2 separate regions of the Capra hircus genome follow, and region 1 is linked to region 2. A link is a contact called in public Hi-C data. All regions are on one chromosome and are shown on one strand. The core of a region is the stretch at or near the end of the contact, and the rest is flanking DNA. Distances in the headings are between cores, read along the strand shown. Region 1 holds the start of SOCS1 (suppressor of cytokine signaling 1). Region 2 overlaps CLEC16A (protein CLEC16A).

Region 1 (6,970 bases), core at 51-2,550, 270 kb after region 2:
CCCACGGTGGCCACGATGCGCTGGCGGCACAGCTCCTGCAGCGGCCGCACGCGGCGCTGGCGCAGCGGGGCCCCCAGCATGCGGCGCGGAGCCGCCACGTAGTGCTCCAGCAGCTCGAAGAGGCAGTCGAAGCTCTCGCGGCTACCGTCCAGGTGGAAGCGGCCGGCCTGGAAGTGCACGCGGATGCTCGTGGGGCCCGAGGCCATCTTCACGCTGAGGGCGAAGAAGCAGTTCCTCTGTCGGCTGTCGCGCACCAGGAAGGTGCCCACGGGCTCGGCGCGCAGCCGCTCGTGCGCTCCGTGCACGCTCAGGGGCCCCCAGTAGAAGCCGCAGGCGTCGAGGAGCGCGCTGGCGCGGGTGATGCGCCGGTATTCGGCGTGCGAGCGGAACGTGCGAAAGTGTGTATCGCCGGGGGCCGGGGCCACGGCCGCCGGGCAGGGCCGCAGGCGCGCCGGGGCCGCGGACGAGGGCGAGGAGGTGGAAGAAGAAGAGGAGGAGGAGGAGGAAGAAGGCTCTGGCCGCCGTCTGGGCTCTGCTGCCGTAGAGATTGCATTGTCGGCTGCCACCTGGTTGTGTGCTACCATCCTACACGCGGGGCCGGCCGGAGGGGTGGGCCATAGCGTCCGGGGGTGCGCTGATGGGGGAGACAGGCAGTGAGCAGGGAGTCCGGGTGAGACTGGGCAGGTGAGGGCCCGCGAGGCAGCTCGGGAGGGGCGGGGCCCTGGGCTGAGCCGCTCCTAAAGGGCCGAGGGCTCAAGCCTGCGTCCGCGCGGCCCTTTGAGCCTCAGTGGACTCATCTAGAAAATGGGCTTGCCCGCCCGCGGCGCCCTTGCTGGCGGGTGGGAGCTCGGCGGCGCGCTGTGCCGCCTCCGAGTCCGAGTCGAGAAGGGGGCGTGGAGAGAAGCGCCGAGCAGAAGCCTGTCCCGGACTCGGGCCACCGGGTCCTCGGCTCACCGCCCCGCGGCTGCCGCCTGCCGGCCAGGGCGGGAACGGACGCCTCGTCCGGGCGATTCGGGCAAAAAAGCAGGAGAAAGCGGCGCTGCGGGTACCCCAAGCGCGGGGTCCGCCAGGCTGGGGCCCGCAGGGGCCTGGGGCGTGGCGGCCGCGACCCCACCACGCAGCCCCCGAGGCCGCCCCGGCCCCGGGCGGTCCCGTGCGTTCCTCCCCTCTCCCTCTAGCTTCGTCGCCCAGCGTCCGTCTCACCTGGCGGCGGGGCGCGGGGCGCCGCGGGCGGGGCGGCGGGGGTCTCCGGGGCGGCTCTCGCGCATGCTCCGGGGCCGGGAGCCGTGCAGCTGCCACGGCCGCAGCTCTTTCTGCTGCGCGCCCGCCCCTGCACCAGTCTTTTAAACCGGCTCTGAAGCTTGGGGCTTGCGAGGCCCCGCCCCCGCCGGCTCCGCCCCCTCCAGGCCCGCCCTGCCGCGCCACTTTCGGTTTCTTTTTCTGCGCACCGCGGTGGCGGGCGCAGCTCGACTTTTCCCACAAATCCGGGACCCCTCCTCGGGGAGGTCCCCCAGCCCTGACCTAGCCTCGCACCTGTCCTAGGACCGGTCTGTCAAGGTCTCTAGCACTGCCCTTGAATCTCCGGGGCACTTCTCAGCACCCTCCCTTTCGGACCTGGCGGCCCTCCGGTACCCCCACTGCCTTCGGTCGCAGATTTCTTCAGGCAAGCCCATTAGGATACTCCGGACTGGCCCTGACACACCAGTCACCTCCGCCAGGTGTCTCAGCACCCATCTCTGGTAGACCTCTGTCCTCTACTCTGGAGCCGGACACCTCCACCCTATTCTGGGGTCTCACCTGGGACCCCTCGGGACTGCTGCCTCCTTCGCCCTGCCCCCCCTCGTCCTGGAGCCTCTAGATGGCCGCATCCGCATCCCTCCCTGCCTGTCTCTGTCCCTGGTCTTGTCTTAGGGTTCCCAGGAAGCGGCGGGTTGACCACAGGCTTCGGAGGAACCCTTTGGCTGCGCGGGAGGGGTACCTCGACTGCGAGCCCAGTTCCTTGGAAACCGGGTGGGGCCTGGCAAGGTCCCCGGCGGCCTTGGCCTGCCTTTTCTCCTGCCAGATAGGTGGAGAAACTGAGGCCCGGTGACTGGCAGAGGGGGAGCTCCAAACGAGGCACACCCTCCTCGCTTTTATTTGGGGGAGAGGAGGGAGCAGCTGGGCACCTCTAAATGCACTTTGGAGCCCAGGGGAAAGAGAGTTCATTTTCAGATGTGATCATTGCAGAAGCCTACTCTGAGCTTTCCTGGCCAGCCCCTCCTCTTCCTCCCTCCTCTCTTACAGATCCCACCCCTGCCCCCAGCTGCTCCCTCCCCACACTCATACCTCGGGTCTTGGAATGATGGGGTACCCGTAACAGTTTGTTCGTTTGTGTATGATGCTGTCTGTCATAGAAGGGCATGGAGTAGGTGCCTGGCTAGTACATGTATTTTTGAATGAAAGAAAGAACAAATGAGCTTGGGGGCCGGCTGGTGGGTGGTGAATCTCACAGCCTGGAGGGGTCAGGCGGAGTAGCTAGGTTTGGCAGGGTCCTGCCCAACACTGGCGCACACTGCCCTCTACAGGCAACTCTCAGGCCGCAGCGCAGCTTTGCCGCTTGGCTCCTAGCCCTGGCGCCAGGTCCTCCTGCCAGCCTCCCTGGTGCTTTCCTGCCCTGACCCCGGGCAGAGCCCAGGATCCCCGTGTTTCCTGGTGAACACAAGAGGATGGCCCAGAACCCACCTTGTGTACACAAGAGGATGGCCCAGAACCCACCTTGTGTAGGATCCCACTGTCTCCCGGAATCCGTGTTGGCAGCAGCTGATGTTGGTTGTTGATGTGGTCGTCCTGGGGGTGTGTGTGTGTGTGTGTGTGTGTGTGTGTGTGTGTGTGGCAGCAGCTGATGTTGGTCGTTGATGTGGTCGTCCTAGGGGTGTGTGTGTGTGTGTGTGTGTGTGTGTGTGTGTGTGTGGCAGCAGCTGATGTTGGTCGTTGATGTGGTCGTCCTGGGTGTGTGTGTGTGTGTGTGGCAGCAGCTGATGTTGGTCGTTGATGTGGTCGTCCTGGGTGTGTGTGTGTGTGTGTGTGTGTGTGTGTGTGTGTGGCAGCAGCTGATGTTGGTCGTTGATGTGGTCGTCCTGGGTGTGTGTGTGTGTGTGTGTGTGTGTGTGTGTGTGGTGTGTGTGGCAGCAGCTGATGTTGGTCGTTGATGTGGTCTGGGGGGTGGTGGGGTGGGGGGTGTGGTGTGGGCGCTGGGGTGTGTGTTTGTGTGTGTGTGCAAGGGCATGAGAAGGTGCATAGCCATGCCTGGGCCAGTGTTCGGGTGCTGTGGTCAGCCCGGAGCGCCTGCAGGGGGCTGCCCTGCGGTGGGTGGCAGCACAAAGCAGTGGTTGGAAGCTGGGCTCTGGCTGCAGTCTGCCTAGTTTCCAATTCTAATTTTGCAACTTTCTGTCCCTCTGACCTTGGACGTGTAATTAACTCCCTTGCCTGGTTTCCTCATCTCTGAAGGGGGTAATAACATCTCCCTCATAGTGTGGGGATTAAAAGAGTGATTAGGGGTCACGTGCTTACACCAGTCCCTGGTGCGTCAGAGGCATTCAGTAGGTGATTGCTTTTGCTGCTGTTGTTCATCGGCGGCCGTCAGCAGCCCTGACAGCATATTGGAGCTCATGGCTTCATGTTAGAAGTCCTAGTGCAAGGAAAGCAGGCCATAGACAGCATGGGTGGAGTGAAAGGAGAGCGTTGCATGGGGGTTAACCAGGCCCCTGGCTGCTGGCAGCGGGGAGACACAGCACCTCCTTCTCACTCGAGCTGGAGGCGGGTGGTCCAGGCCCAGAGAAGGCAGCCAGGCTGGACTGGCTCCTGCGTGACTTGTCTTCCTGCCAGCATGTCTCCTTGCCCAGAGCAGATCTGTGTCTGATGGCCCATATGCCCCCTACCACTCATTGACAGCCCAGATGGCTGCTTCAAAGAGTTCCCTCTTATTCCTGAGCACTAGGACCTCCTCCTCTGACCCCCTACTTGTTGCCACATGCCCACCCATCCCACGGAGCCCCCTTCTTCATTTCATTTACTGTTACCTGTGATGTGTTAGGTTCTTCCCAAGTGGCACTAGCGGTAAAGAACCCGCCCACCAGTGCAGGAGACATAAGAGACGTGAGTTCGATCCCTGGGTCAGGAAGGTCCCCTGGAGAAGGAAATGGCAACCCGCTCCAGTATTCTTGCCTGTAGAATTCCATGGACAGAGGAGCCTGGCGGGCTACAGTCCATGGGGTCGCAAAGAGTCAGACGTGACAGAGGCGACTTAGCACACACACACGTGATGTACTGGCCTAAACTGGCTGGATAATAAATACAGTCCTTAGACCTAGACTGACACCACGATCCAATCTGCCCATTTTACAGATAGAGAAACTGAGGGGGGAGTCACTCGCCCAGGGGCACACAACTCAGAAGGGGCAGGGCGGAGGTTCACACCCAGGAGCTCAGACCCTAAAGCTTTCACCCGTTTGCTGTGCTATAGATTTCCTTCCCACCTCCTCTCCCCACCCTCTGCCCCAGCTGGATTCCTGGTGGTCTCCAATCCTGGTCTGTCTTCTGGTGAAACAGTAGATACCAAGAAAATAAGAGGGATGCATTTGCATCCTAAGCCTGCCTGGGGAGGAGTGAGGACCATTCTGCTGACTTTCCTCCTGTTTGTAAGATTGGGGAGACTCCAGGTCTTGGCAGCCAAGCCTCCGTCTCCCCATTTTTGGCTCTGGGCCCTTCTGAGTCTCAGTTTTCTTGCCTGTACGGTAGGCTTGGCCTCTTCCTCCCCCCGCCCCAAGCAGATTCTGGTTGTGCAAGAGCAGTGAGCCAAGCACAAGTTGCCAAGCACACGTGGGTTCTCCTCACCACCGATGGTGACAGTTACTACCACTTTGGTTTCATTTTCTAAAGCCTGAGTTCAAAATGAAACCAAATCCAGATACCAAAGGGAAAAAGAAATACGCTGATTGACAAGCATCCGTCTCCTGGGCTGTTCTCCGTGGAGGGCCTGCCCTAGACTCGCAGGAAGCTGGGCCATGGGCCGTGGAGACCACAGGCCAGCCGCTTGCCCACGCTGGGCCTCATTCGCCCCAGCTGCAAAGCGGGCTTTGGAAATTTCATGCTTCACAGAGCAGTGTGAAGCACAGCCCAAAGCAAGGGGCCAGGCACAGAGAAGGCGCTTCTTGGCACAAGCGACTTCTCGTCACGGGGCAGTTGGGGCAGTCCTGTGTCCGCAGCTTGCTGGGCCACAGCAGACATGGGGGCTGGTTCTCCTCCCCCACCCTTGGCAGCCCTGGCAGGCGCAGAAGGGAGAGGCTTAGCCAGCAGCTGGGAGGAGTCAAGATCTTGGCCCCTGGAGCTCAGTTTTTCAGTTTCTTTTTCTAGTTTTGGCAAAGTCTTGCTGGGAAAAGCAGCCCCTTCAGGTCGTATAATCTTGAAACTGCCCTCTGCCCAGTGCTCCTCAGCCTTTCTTTACAATCGAGATTCCCATGGGAGTCTGTACCTCTGGGGCCCTCCGAGCAGTGGATTCTGGTTTCAATCTGTCAATGAGCACGTAGTCTGGGACCAGCTTCTTCGCTTCTCTGTGGCTCGGTTTCCTCATCTGCTCGATAGGGGTAATGACATTTATTTCACCCATCCAGTGTTTATTCAACAGGTAGGACATGACTGAGTAATTGAGCATACATACAGTTCGGTTCAGTTCAGTTCAGTCACTCAGTCGTGTCCGACCCTTTGTGACCCCATGAATCACAGCACGCCAGGCCTCCCTGTCCATCACCAACTCCCAGAGTTCACTCAGACTCATGTCCATCGAGGCAGTGATGCCATCCAGCTATCTCATCCTCTGTCGTCCCCTTCTCCTCCTGCCCCCAATCCCTCCCAGCATCAGGGTCTTTTCCAATGAGTCAACTCTTCCCATGATGTAGCCAAAGTATTGGAGTTTTAGCTTCAGTATCAGTCCCTCCAATGAACACCCAGGACTGATTTCTTTTAGGATGGACTGGTTGGATCTCCTTACAGTCCAAGGGACTCTCAAGAGTCTTCTCCAACACCGCAGTTCAAAAGCATCAATTCTTCGGTGCTCAGCTTTCTTCACAGTCCAAATCTCACATCCCTACATGACCACTGGGAAAACCATAGCCTTGACTAGATGGACCTTTGTTGGCAAAGTAATGTCTCTCCTTTTGAATATGCTATCTAAGTTGGTCATAACTTTCCTTCCAAGGAGTAAGCATCTTTTAATTTCATGGCTACAGTCACCATCTGCAGTGATTTTGGAGCCCCCCAAAAATAAAGTCTGACACTGTTTCCACTGTTTCCCCATCTATTTCCCTTGAAGTGATGGGACTGGATGCCATGACCTTTGTTTTCTGAATGTTGAGCTTTAAGTCAACTTTTTCACTCTCCTCTTACACTTTCATCACCAGGCTTTTGAGTTCCTCTTCACTTTCTGCCATAAGGGTGGTGTCATCTGCATATCTGAGCTCATTGATATTTCTCCTGGCAATCTTGATTCCAGCTTGTGCTTCTTCCAGCCCAGCATTTCTCATGATGTGCTCTGCATAGAAGTTAAATAAGCAGGGTGACAATATACAGGCTTGACGTACTCCTTTTCCTATTTGGAACCAGTCTGTTGTTCCATGTCCAGTTCTAACTGTTGCTTCCTGACCTGCATATAGGTTTCCTCAAGAGGCCGGTCAGGTGGTCTGGTATTCCCATCTCTTGCAGAATTTTCCACAATTTATTGTGATCCACACAGTTAAATGCTTTGGCATAGTCAATGACGCAGAAATAGATGTTTTTCTGGAACTCTTGCTTTTTCGATGATCCAGCAGATGTTGACAATTTGATCTCTGGTTCCTCTGCCTTTTCTAAAACCAGCTGGAATATCTGGAAGTTCACGGTTCATGTACTGCTGAAGCCTGGCTTGCCGAATTTTGAGCATTACTTTTACTAGCGTGTG
Region 2 (6,482 bases), core at 3,898-6,397:
GATCTCTAGTCTTTCCCATTCTATTGTTTCCTTCTATTTCTTTGCATTGATCACTTAGGAAGGCTTTCTTTTCTCTCCTTGCTGTTCTTTGGAACTCTGCATTCAAATGAGTATATCTTCCTTTTCTCCTTTGCCTTTCACTTCTCTTCTTTTCACAGCTATTTGTAAGGCCTCCTCAGACAACCATTTTGCCTTTTTGGATTTCTTTTTCTCGGGAATGGTTTTTTGATCGCCACCTGTACAGTGTTACAAATCTCTGTCCATAGTTCTTCAGGCACTCTTATCAGACTAATCCTTTGAGTCTGTTTGTCACTTCCACTGTATGATTGTAAGGAATTTAATTTAGGTCATACCTGAATGGTCTAGTGGTTTTCCTTACTTTCTTTAATAAGTAGTTCATAATCTGTATTGGCAATAAGGAGTTCATGATCTGTACGACAGTCAGCTCCAGGTCTTGTTTTTGCTGACTGTATAGAGCTTCTCCATCTTCCACTGCAAAGAATATAATTAATCAGATTTCAGTATTGACCATCTGGTGATGTCCATGTGTAGAGTCGTCTCTTGTTTTGTTGAAAGAGTGTGTTTTCTGTGACCAGGGTGTTCTGTTGGCAAAACTCTGTTAGCCTTTGCCCTGCTTCATTTTGTACTCCAAGGCCAAACTTGCAAGGTGTCTCTTGACTTCTTGCTTTTGCATTCCAGTCCCCTATGATGAAAAGGACATCTTTCTCTGGTGGTAGTTCTTGAAGGTCTTGTAGGTCCTCATAGAACTGTTCAGCTTCTTCAGCAGTTGTGATTGGGGCATAGACTTGAATTACTGTGATATTGAATGGTTTGCCTTGGAAACGAACAGAGAGTCACCTTTATTAGAATGGATTTTTTTAGTCCACTTGTCATCTTAGAGAAACTGCTGAGCTCTCAGAGGCCCAGTTATTCTTAAATCACTGCCCTGCAGAGTCCCCAGGAGAATTTGTTTTGAATCCATTTTAAAGTTTCTGGATAATTTTAGATTTTAGATTACACGGAAGCTTTCCATTTACCCCTCACCCTGTTCCCCTGTTAACATCATTTGTCAAAACACCACTATTACGTCAACTCCAGACTTGATTTGGAATCTACCAGTTTTTCCATTAGCATCCTCTTTCTGCTCTGGGATCCCAGTCCAGGTACCACAATGCATTTAGCTGTTGCGTCTCCCCGGTGTCCTGTGGTCTGTGGCAATTGTTTAGTTTTCTCTTGTTTTTTATGACCTGGATTGTCTTGAGAAGGACTGGCCAGCTGTCTTACAGAGTGTCCCTCAGTCTGGGTTTCTTTGCTGTTTCTCTCCTGATTAGCCTGGAAGTTTGGGGGACGAGTGCTTCCTGGGGAAGTGCCCTTCCCCTCCCAGAATGTCATTGTTCCTGACAGCCACATGATCCCTGATGGGTCAGCCTGATCGCTTGGTGCAGCTGCTATCTGCCAGGGTTTTCTACCCCAAGGTTACTCTTTCCTCTTTGCCTACACTGGTCTCCAAAAGTGAGTCACTAAGTCCAGTTTCCTGGGGGTGTGGGAATTAAGCTCCACCTTCTTGAAGGAGGGCGAATCTACAGACAATATTTGAAATTCTTCTGCATAGAAGATTTGTCTCCTCTCCTCATTTATTAATCCATCCAGTCATTCATTTATATACATCTGTTGAAGACTTTGCAGTTTTCGTTCCAGCCGCCTCAATAAGGTGAATATAGTGCGGTAAAGTGAGTCTCGTGACTTTTTTGGTAGTCCCAGTGCATATACGTTGTGGTCACACTATTCTGTAGTCTGTCAAGGGTGCAGTAGCCTTGTGTCTGCAAAATCAGCATACATACCTCGATTAAAAAATAATGCTGTTGGGAAAATGGCGCCAACACACTTGCTCAACACAAGGTTTCAATTTGTAAAAAAACAGTATCTGCAAGGTTGGACTCATGGGTGTTTATTTTGTACTCTGGATGATAATCCGGTGCTCTGTGATTTATTTTGTTCTGGCGTTGTTCTGGCTTTGAGCATTGGGAGCTCTTTCAGGTCGCTTCCTGTGTCCCTGTGACACACCCCTGTCCTTTTGGATTTTGGAGCACTTCCTTATTTCCTGGTCCCTTGTGGTACTCCAGGCTCATCTGGCATGTTCCCTGCCCCAGCCCTAGAATTAGCCACTTTCCCAAGGATCCCCTCACGCCTCTAGGGGGTTGTAAAAATGCAGGCACCCAAATTTCACACTAGGCATATGGAATCTACCCCTGGACAAGGTCTAGGTACAGGCATGTTGACAAGTTCCCAAGCTGGTCATCGGGCTGCAGTGAACTTATTGGGTGACACTTAGCAGTCACTGCTTTCTGCAACCTGAAGCAAAAGAAGACATGACTCGCCAAATGATAGAAGTATTCTGGAGGATCATTGTGGATGGCATTTGTTGGCAGACAGACTCCCTTGGGAAAGAATTTAGGGGTCCTTCTAAGGTCAGATTTATTGATTCATTTGCCCATTCAGACAGAGGTCTGCAGGCTGGAGCCAGTGCCAGGCCATGGTCCTGCCAGCAGGGAGCTGACGGCAGTGGGAAGAGAGAGGCCCCAAGACTGAGGTACCAGCAGACCCACAAGATGGCTAGGACTTATCCTGAGCATCCTAGATGAAAGGTGACCTGGTCTCAGCTTGAATTGTTGTTGTTTAGTCATTAAGTCAGGCCTGACTCTTTGTAACCCCATGGATTGTAGCCCACCAGGAGCATCTGTCCATGGGATTTTCCAGGCAGGCATACTAGAATGGGTAGCCATTCCCTTCTCCAGGGGATCTTCCTGACCCAGGGATCGAACCCGCGTCTCCTGCATTGGCAAGAAGATTCTTTACCAGTGAGGCACCGGGGAAGCCCCTTAGCTTGAATACAGAGAACATAAAACATTTTCTTTCTTCAAAGAAAGGCAGTAGGGGATCTCCATTTCAAGACTAAAAGAGCCATTGTGTGCCCCCCAAAGTCAGCGCCCCCAGCCTGCATGCAGACAAATATTCTGTGCAGGAGCAGAAAGGCCTGGGGACTGGCTGGTGTCCTGTGACCACATCAGCACTTTCTCTTTCCTTGCAGTTCTCATTCCCTAGATGTGGAAATGACCAACTTGCCAGCTGAGAAACCACCCAAACTCTTTGGCTATTCAGCATCCTCATGCCCCTTTGTGGGGAATTACTCTGGTTCCCAGGTTTCTGGTGAGCACTTAGAGCTATGAAAGCTGAGGAAGGAGACTGAGTGGGGAAAACTAAGCTTGTAAACTATGGATGGAAAACAGCTGCTTGCTGGCTTTAGAAGCATAGATAGATCACTGTGTCATCATTTAGTTGGGAAAGACCTTTACCCCTCTGCCCGAAATCTGGAAGTTCTCCGCTTCCCAGAATCAGCACTGTTCCCACATTCCAGGAAGAGTCTGAAAGGTTGCATTTCTCTGAATGGAAGACTGCATCGTGGGAACTGGGTGTCTCGGAAGCCAAGCCCACACGAGTGGTGTGACCAGGCTGCTCCGCAGATGCCTTTGTGGTGTTGCACACACGTGTGCTGGGTGTGCAACCAGAGGATGCTGTGCATTTCCACAAGACCACTGACACTGTCCGCTTCTCTCCCCAGCTTCTTCCTGGAGAAGAACATGTTCGTTTTCTTCTTGAACATCCTGCGGCAGAAGTCAGGCCGCTACGTGTGCGTTCAGCTGCTGCAGACCCTGAACATCCTCTTTGAGAACATCAGCCACGAGACCTCACTCTGTAAGGACGGTCCTGGCCCTGGCCTCGGCACCGCTGGGTGTCGCTGCGCCGTGTGCCGTGGTCTTCCTGTTGCTCTGTGAATGTCTGTGCCCGCCGTGTGTCTTGGCGTGCTTGGGCTGCCAGAGGGCATGCTCCAGGCTGGGCAGCTTAGACGGCAGATGCATTTTCTCACAGTGCCTGCGGCTGGCAGTCCACGATCACGGCAGCGCTGGGGCTGGCTTCTGGGGAGGCCTGTCTTCCTGGTTCGCACAGGGCCTCACTCTCTTTATGTCGTACCTGTTCTCTCCTCTGTGCACGTGGAGAGAGGATTCTGATGTCTCTTCCTTTTCTTGTAAAGACACTAGTCTTCTTGGATCAGAGCCCCATCCTCTGACCTCATGTGACCTTTAATTACCTCCTGAAAGCCTCTGTCTCCAGATACAGTCCCTTTGGGGGTTAGGATTTCAGCACATGAGTTTTGGGGGCACACAGTTCAGTCCCTAGTGCCATTTTTAATCACTGCATGGTAGGGTGCTGTGCAGGGCTAAGAGAGGGCTCCCCTCTGCTGGGTGGTTCTGGGGGTATTTGCATGTCTTCTTTATAACCTGTTATTAAAGAGCTTGCGTCACGAGTAAACAGCCAACAGAATAAGCATTGGAAGCAGCAGGATGGGGAAGAATGTGGCCAAGGGTGTGGCTTTGGCCCCTGACCTGCCTGCTTCAGCTCCACTGCCGCACTGGCGAGGGTGTGGCTCAGAGCCTCTCCCCTGCCCTTGCTGAGCCCTGGGCTCGTCATCTGAAACAGCCACCCTGCGAGGCAGGTGCTGTCAGTGCCCTCGTTTAATACTCAGAGAGTTTGACTCACTGGCCCAGGTCACAGCTCCAGCAAGGCCGGAATCCAGAAAGGGTTTCAGCCCAGGCAAACTAACTCAGTGGGCATCAACTGGGGGTGACTGTGCTCCCAATGAACATATGTCAGTGTCTGGAGACATTCTTGGGGGGCTGTGCTGCTGGCCTCTGGGTAGAGGTCAGTGATGCTGTTAAAATCCTACAACATGCAGGACAGCCCCCCGCAATAAAGAAGTAATAAGCCCAAAATGTCAACAGTGCCCAGGGTGTGAAACCCTGATCTAGCTCCTAATCCTCCGTGCTTGATCAAAAGCTTTTTTATTCCAAGATAACCGCACCAAGCCTCAGGGCCTGCCTGCTGGAAGCAGGGAAGAGAAGACAAGTGGTGGGATGCCTGTGTCACAGGCAAGCTCTTGGCCCCCAAGACAGCATTGAGAAAAGCTTCCAGTGAAAGAGGGTGGCGGCATTTCCCCTGAGGAGAGAGAGAGGAGGCAGGGGAGGAAAGAGCTTCTGGCTGATGGCCACTAGGTAGCGCTGCTGTCCTGGGACACGGCACGTGATGGTGCTGCTGTCCCAGGAAGTGGCCACTAGATGGCACTGCTGTCCCAGGAGACTCCTGAGGCTTCCCCCTGTATGTGAATTGGCAAATGCGATTTGACTCACTCTCCCTGAGTGGTTTCCCTGTTAACAGCTTTGGTTACGCTGGATGTGAATTGTGGGCAGTTTCTGAAAACTCCGAGAGGGGAAGGCCCAGCTCTGTAATGCAAGTCATGGACTGAGAGCCAAGCAAGTCCCAGGCCTGGTACTGCCAACATATGCCCCACACCTGTTCCAGGGCGATGACTCGCCAAGCAGCAGTTTCTGCCTCTCTGAAGTGGAGACAATCCGAGTACCTGCAGATTGGAGTGGCTTGAGGATAAGTGTGAGAGCGGGTGTGCGCAGCCTTGCGTGGGGTCTGGCAGGTGGAAGTTTCCAGTTAAAGCTGGTTTTATCCTTAAACCCAGTGTTCCCCCAAGGGGCTGTTCTCTGGTGACCCGGCTGACCTCAGGGCTACAGGATTGAAGAGGGGGTTGGGGGCGATAGAAAATTCTGGGCTCACTGGATCATACGGCCTCTCTTGCCTCAGGGCTAAAAAGGGTATTGTGCTGTAAGAAAACCCAGGCAGATGTTGCTGGCCCTGCAGGGAATTCACCAGAGCACTTTCATAAGCCTCACTAAGGCAGCAAAAAGTACTGTTTTTATAGAACTTGGATGTATGGGAGTGAGAAGGATGGGTGATTTTTGCTTTTGCTTTTCTGATTATAGGAAGAAAATGTCTCCATTGTAAAACAACAACAAAAAGTCAGATGAAAAAGCTGTAGAAAGCAGAAGTTCTGGAGAATTTCACCCTAACAGTTCAGTGTTAACCGCTATCGTTTTGCTGTCTTTCATTTTTTTCCCCCAAACTTAACTAGCATATCTTAGATTTTCATGTTGTCCATTCATGCATCCTAGCCTTGTTTGGTTCAAGAGCCGCCTCTTTCTGGGCTGTAACTTACTTAACGTGACTGCGGGCATTTGGGTGGTTTCCGGGTTTTCGTTATTACAGGCAGCCATTTCACGAGTACACCTGTTGCCTGTGGGCTTGGTGACCTAAGTGACAGCAGGCCCGAGAGACTGAGATTACTTAGAGACTCCTGGGTTTATTATAAAAGGGTACCACAGAAAGCCGGCCACACAGCGAGGGCCCAGTGGAAAAATCCCAGTTGAATAATAGAGGCGCCTGCACCGCCCCCACCGTGGCCCCGCCACCCACAGAGTCCGGTCTGGAGGCCCGGAAAAGTCCCGCGGGGGACGCATGGGAGCGCAGGGCTCCTCCAGCTTGGGGTGCAGCCGAGAGGCCGGAGGCTGCTCACCCCAGCA

Evidence for each region. Hi-C and Micro-C count contacts between places; a contact is called where the count stands out from the background.
Region 1: a contact with region 2 is called in a Hi-C map of blood, with 4 times the contacts expected there. The contact joins the promoter of SOCS1 here to the enhancer-like site in region 2. A contact is called at or near these places in 4 of 5 Hi-C or Micro-C datasets (blood and liver).

What each region holds. Positions count from the first base shown.
Region 1 is chr25:9,798,383-9,805,352 of ARS1.2, forward strand. SOCS1 (suppressor of cytokine signaling 1) reads right to left here and starts at 1,301. Exons shown (of 2, transcript XM_018041073.1): 1 at 1,204-1,301; 2 at 1-634. The coding sequence starts at 584. LOC108633919 (a long non-coding RNA gene) reads left to right here and starts at 1,394. Exons shown (of 3, transcript XR_001917290.1): 1 at 1,394-1,718.
Region 2 is chr25:9,523,829-9,530,310 of ARS1.2, forward strand. CLEC16A (protein CLEC16A) reads left to right here. Exons shown (of 23, transcript XM_018040271.1): 3 at 3,620-3,753. Among named protein-coding and RNA genes, the nearest start is that of CLEC16A, 20 kb to the left of the region's middle. Within about 2 kb of position 5,148, at least 4 of the 5 cell types and tissues checked have an H3K27ac peak or open chromatin away from gene starts, as enhancers often do.